2 separate regions of the Sus scrofa genome follow, and region 2 is linked to region 1. The links are chromatin contacts, called in public Hi-C maps. All regions are on one chromosome and are shown on one strand. Each heading gives the region's core, a stretch centred on a gene start, on an enhancer-like site or on the middle of the called end of the contact. The rest is flanking DNA. Distances are from core to core; before and after follow the strand shown. Region 1 holds the start of ERCC2 (TFIIH basal transcription factor complex helicase XPD subunit). Region 2 holds the start of PPM1N (probable protein phosphatase 1N).

The links. A called contact is a pair of places that touch in the nucleus more often than the background predicts.
Region 2: a contact with region 1 is called in a Hi-C map of liver, with 6 times the contacts expected there. The contact joins the promoter of PPM1N here to the promoter of ERCC2 in region 1. A contact is called at or near these places in 2 of 47 Hi-C or Micro-C datasets (heart right ventricle and liver) and 1 of 2 datasets of contacts at active chromatin or transcription factors (alveolar macrophages).

The regions. Positions count from the first base shown.
Region 1 is chr6:51,756,166-51,759,025 of Sscrofa11.1, forward strand. ERCC2 (TFIIH basal transcription factor complex helicase XPD subunit) reads right to left here and starts at 1,343. Exons shown (of 22, transcript XM_021094546.1): 1 at 1,192-1,343; 2 at 759-858. The coding sequence starts at 1,196.
Region 2 is chr6:51,863,681-51,866,540 of Sscrofa11.1, forward strand. It overlaps PPM1N (probable protein phosphatase 1N), which reads left to right and starts at 1,381. Exons shown (of 5, transcript XM_021094558.1): 1 at 1,381-2,860. The coding sequence starts at 2,474. It overlaps RTN2 (reticulon 2), which reads right to left and starts at 1,073. Exons shown (of 10, transcript NM_001129960.1): 1 at 1,032-1,073. The coding sequence starts at 1,065.

The DNA of each region.
Region 1 (2,860 bases), core at 93-2,592:
CTTGATTGTGAGTTCTCTGGGTGGTCTAGGGGTTAGGACTCAGTGTTTTCACTGCTGAGGCCCGGGTTAAAAAATTGTAAAAACAAACAAACAAACACCTGGGAGTTCCCTGGAGGTCTAGTGATTAAGGATTCGGCATTGTCACTGCTGTGGCTCAGGTTTGATCCCTGGCCCAGGAATTTCCACATGCCCTGGGCATGCCCCCCCTCCAAAAAACCCCAACTTGATTGTGGGGGGTTGTCCTGTGCACCTTACAATGTTTAGCAGCATCTGTGGCCTCTAGATGCCAGCCACACCCCCTCCCCACTAGTATGACAGCCAGGAATGTCTCTTGATATCGGTGAATGGGGGGGAAGGTAGAGGGGTGTCAAAACGTTCCTTAATTGAGAACAGCTGCTTTAGGTAGTGAATTAACCCCTAGAGCCTTCATATTAACCTCTAAGGTAGGTATTATTACTAGGCTCGTTTTACAGAGGTGAAAACTGTTCACAGGGAGGTTAAGTGAGTTACCCAAGGGCACACAGCTGTGGGTCCAGGATTCCAACCCAAGGAGCTGGTTCCAAACTCTTTATGTTCCTAAGCCAGCCGCTGAGCAACGCAGCCTCTGATAAATGTTAGCTGCTGCTGTTATTAACCCGTATTATTTTAGATAAGACGAAGTTTGGCCGTACTGGCCTCCCACGGACCTCAGATTTCCAAACTCTAGACGTCCTGCAATCTCAGTCTTAGACGCACGTGAGGCAGCCCCAGCCACCCACCTTGGCATCCAGCGTGCGTTTAAGCTCCAGCATGTAGGAGAACTGCTCCGGGTAGATGTAGTCGTACGGGAAATAGACCAGCAGCCCGTCCACGTTGAGCCTGGAGGCAGGGGCTGCCGGGTCAGTCGCCCGTCCCCTCAGCCCCTCTCCAGCACCCACACTCCGCTGTCGTCAGGCCGAGAGGGGTTACCAGCCCGAAACTGGCCCGCTGGTCTCCCCAGATATCCCCGAGTTGCCCAGGAGCCTCTGGGTACCTTTGGCATCTCATCGCTGACTATCCCCGTTACCGCCCCGTGGGTCCCCACGGCTATCCCCACCCCACCCCTTCAGCCTCCCCTCGCCCCGCTGGGACCCCAGGGGCGCCCACGGGTCCTGGCATCGTCCAGACTCCCGCGCCCGCTTCGCAAGCCGCGAGCCCCCGAACCCCTCTCACTTCATGGCGCCGGCCGCTACTCGCAGAAGCGTCGGCCCGCCTCCCTCATGAATATCTAGTAAAGGCAGGGTCCGCAGGGCGTCCTCGAGGCTCTGCTCCACCTTCGTCAAGACACCATTGGCTGATTCCTCCCGTCACTCCACTGGGGGGCCGTCAATCGGATAATGCGCGTGCGCACGGCAAGGCAGGGGCGGGGGGGCGGTACCACAGGCATTGCTGAGGATCGCCGAGGACCAAGAACAAAACATGGAAGGAAGAGAACCGAGAGAATCGATCCTACTTACTGGGATTCTGGCTTCCTGCATATGTCTGAATTATGAGCAGTGAATACACACTTGATTTCATTCTATTATAGTCTAGCTTTTAAGATGCCCCCTCCACTTGAACAAAGTAATCAGGACTAGAATGGGGGGCCCTAGAGAGGGTTCCTGACCCTGCCTGGGGGATCAGAGAGGGCTTCCTGAGGGAGGGGTCGGGTGAGGAGTAAGTGAGGCAGGGTAAGGTGGCCCAGACTTCGCTGCAGGCGCAGAGGACACCGCTGAAGGCAAGTGGAAGCAGAGGACAGCAAGATGGGGCTGGAATGCGGCTTGGGGAGCACAAACCTCCGAAATGGAAGCCATCCCATGCTTTACACCCAGCCATTTGACATCTCACATGGTCGTTATTCCCAGTCTGTTCTCCTGTACGTGGTAGTGCAAGGAGCACCTGCGTGGCATCTTTTTTATGTTGTTGTTGCTTTTTAGGGCCGCACGTGGGGCACATGGAGGTTCCCAGACTAGGGGGTCTAATTGGAGCTACAGCTGCTGGCCTACACCACAGCCATAGCAACTCCAGATCCAAGCCTCCCGCGTCTGTGACCTACACCACAGCTCACAGGCAACACCAGATCCTTAGCCACTGAGCGAGGCCGGGGATCAAACCCAAAACCTCATGGTCCCTAGTTGGATTTGTTTCTGCTGCACCACGAGAGGAACTCCAGTGTGGCATCTCTTAAGGCTCAGGGTCATGTCTCACTAAATACTTCAACCACTGCCTAACTTGTGAAAGTATATTCTCATTTGACTGTGATAAATGCCATGTGTGGGTATGTGTCATTATCCCCACTTTTTTTTTTTTTTTTTCCCCAGGACCTCACCCACAGTATATTGAAGTTTCCAGACTAGGGGTCAAATCAGAGTTACATCTGCTGGCCACAGCCGCAGCAACACCAGATCCGAACTGTGTCTGCAACCTACACCACAGCTCTTGGAAACGGCAGATCCTTACCCCAATGAGAGAGGCCAGGGACTGAACCCACATCCTCATGGATCCTAGTCAGGTTCGTTAACCGCTGAGCCACGAAGGGAACTCCTTCATTATCCCCACTTGCCCAAGGCTTTACAGCTAGGCCAGGTGCCGCTACCCATGCCACCCCCATCCCAGCCCTGCCCGCTCTGGGTTGTCACAGCCCGGGGATGGTTCTGTCTCCCCCACTGGACTGTGAGCTCCAGGAGTATAGGGCTGACACTGTTTGGGTCACTGCTTTGTGCCCTTTGCCACCAAGTACGGGGCCTGCACAGACCAGGGGTTCAGTAAATATATGCTCAGGTCCCTCACAGTCTGCCCTGGAAAACTGTACTGTGAGATTTTATATGAGGGGCTTCAGTATTCATAGATTTTGGTATCCCTG
Region 2 (2,860 bases), core at 131-2,630, 110 kb after region 1:
AGAGGGATGGGAGACGAGGGCAGGGAATTAAGGCCAGGGGGTGGGGTGGGGGGATAATGTAGGGCCTTCCTTTCTAAGCCCAGGTAAATACAAGATCTTACAATGTTAGGATGCTACTCTACAATGTTAAAATAACAACTTCTCAGAATTTTGGCACCTGGACTCCCAAGACATGTAAGGGGCTTGGCCGGTGTTGAAATCTCCAGCTGTCAGAACCACAGGGGTGTGAGACAGACAACGTTAGACAAGAGCTGTTAAGAGCCCTGGGCTCAGAGATCATGAGGCTCAGACAAGGCATTTTCAGTTGTGGAATCCAGCCCCTCAGAGATAACTTGGGGCTTTGCCTGCAGGAGGTGTCAATACTGCTTGGAAATTGCAATCAGATGCCTCCCCCTGCCCTGCCCCCACCTCTTTTGCTCAGCTGGGGATAGGAGGCCAGGAATCAGAGGCCTGGAGTGGAGTGGGTCTCCTCCAGGGTTACTATTAATCAGTGGTAAAACCTGCTAAGGACCTAGGAGTCCCAGCCCCAACTCAGGGATGGCTGTTTCCCCAGAATTTGGGCATTAGACAATTTGGGCAAGGTCGGGGCTTCCTTGGAGTCTGGGCAGAAAATGGAGGTGGGATGCAAAGATGGGTGATGGGATAGGGGGAGTCAGACCCCTCTTCTCCATTCTGGCTCTACCCCTCCTTTCAAATCTCTTCGCCGCTGGCTACGGCCAGCACCACGGCGAGGGGACAGCTCCTAGAGATCTTCCTCATCCCCGGGCGGAGCCCCGTGGCACATCTCAGCACCCAGTGCGCCCCCCGCTGGCTATCTCAGTGCCCCCCACCTCTGCCCCGAATCACTCAGGTTCTCCGGGTCAAGTCGCCCCCATCGCCGCTAAAACACGGGGGGAGGGGAGAGCTTCCTTTGTCTCCTTCACCTCTTCTCCCATCTCAGCTCTCCTGTGGTCAGTGTCGGAAGGGAAACCGGAGAGGAGCCCACCCGGGCCTCTGGGCCCCACACCAGGCCTGAGCCTCCCTCTACTCACTGCAGTGGGCGAAGACCGGCAGGACCTGCCCCATGGCCCTCCCCGGGCCTGCATCGGGACCCCCGCCCACTCCGGCCACGCCGCCCTGGGCCTGGGGCCGCGGGCGCTCATCTCCGCCGCGCCCAGGACGCCGCCGCCGCCGCCATCCTCGCCGCCTCCTCCTCCCGGGCCGCTCCAGCAGCCGCCGCCGCCGCCGCTGCCGCCGCCCTCAGCTCCGCTCCGCGGGGGCGGGCGGGGCCGCTGGGGGGGGGGCACTGCAGCTCTGGGGCCGGGGGCGGGGCCAGAGAACAGGAGGAGGGGCGGAACTTGAGGGAGGGCAAGAGGGGCGGGGAAACACCGGGAGGCTAGAGGTGGGTGTGTCCTTCCTAAAAGAGGGGCGGAGCTAGGACGGTAGGCTACAGTCCGAGCAGGCATGGAAGGCGGTCTGAAGGGCGGGGTCTAGACAGAAGAGGGCGGGGCCGTTAGGGAAAAAAGAGCAGGGCCTAGAGTAGGATGAGGGGCTCGGGGAGATAATGACGAAAGAACCTAGGCGCAAAGGATGGGGGCGTGGATCTCAGAGTGGGTTGGGGTGGAGCTAGAGGTGGCATTGCGGAGAGGGTATAAAGATTGCAAGGAGGTAAGGTATGAGCCTAGATTCTCAGAAGGAGTGGGAAAGGGAGCGGGAAGAAACTACTCAGAAAGTTTTGAGAAAAGAGGAGGAGCTCAAGCACAGGTGAATCTTAAGCCAATGTAGAATTATTCAGCGTTGGGCGGGTCTAGTCAGAGACAGAGGAGCTAGAGGCGTGGCCTACAGGGAATAGAGCAGAACAGGCAAAGGACAAGGTGGGCGTAACCAAGGGGGCGGGGCTAGGCCTGTAGCTAAGAGGCGGAGCTAGAAGCAGATCTCGGACTGAGAACCTCAGAAGCCTCTGAGGCAGGAGGCTTGAATGGATGGACCGGGTGTGGAAGGGAAGTGATTGAAATCCCGGGAGGAGATCGAGAGGGGAGGGATTGACCTAAAAATAATTTAAAGCCTTTGAAACCGGGTTGGGAATCACTGATGTGGGCGGAGCTTGACCAGATCAGAGCTGGGGACCCAAAGACCAGCGTTGAAAATGCAGATTCTAGAGACTGTTTCCCTGTAACACTTGTTTACATCTGTGACTCAGTTTCCTTTTCGGTAGATTGGAGATGATGATGTAAAATGGTGTGCAGTTCGCAGTGCTAGTTTGGTGCTCTGATCATTTTTCCCCTGACCCAAATTCCAAACCTCGCTTTGAAGGTGTGGAAGAGAGGAGATTGAAGAGTTCAATCCCTTCTAGTGACTCGAGTGCAGGTCAAGGGCATAGGAAGATTTAGGTAGTTTAAAATCTCACAGTGTAGGGGATTAGTGGAGGTGCGCGGGGGGGGGGCTCAGTTAGCAGGTGCAGAGGGTGAAACCTTCCTGATCTCCAGGCTGAAAGATGGCGGTCCTTACCCGCCTGCTGGGACGTCTCTGGCCAGCTCGCAAGGAAGAGGAGGTGGAGGAGGACGAAGAGAGCAGGTCTCCAGGCTGTCCTCAGTCCCTCCTGGACGCGCCGCGTTGCGCCCAGCGGCCACACGGGGGTGCGGTAGCACCGTGGGGCCTGCGTCTCGGGGCGAGCGCAGTGCAAGGCTGGCGCGCACACATGGAGGACGCGCATTGCGCTTGGCTGGCGCTACCCGGACTGCCCCCAGGCTGGGCTTTCTTCGCGGTCCTCGACGGCCACGGCGGGGTGCGAGCCGCCCTCTTCGGCGCGCGCCACTTGCCGGGCCACGTGCTCGAGGCGCTGGGCCCGGAGCCTGGCGAGCCCGACGGCGTGTGTGGAGCG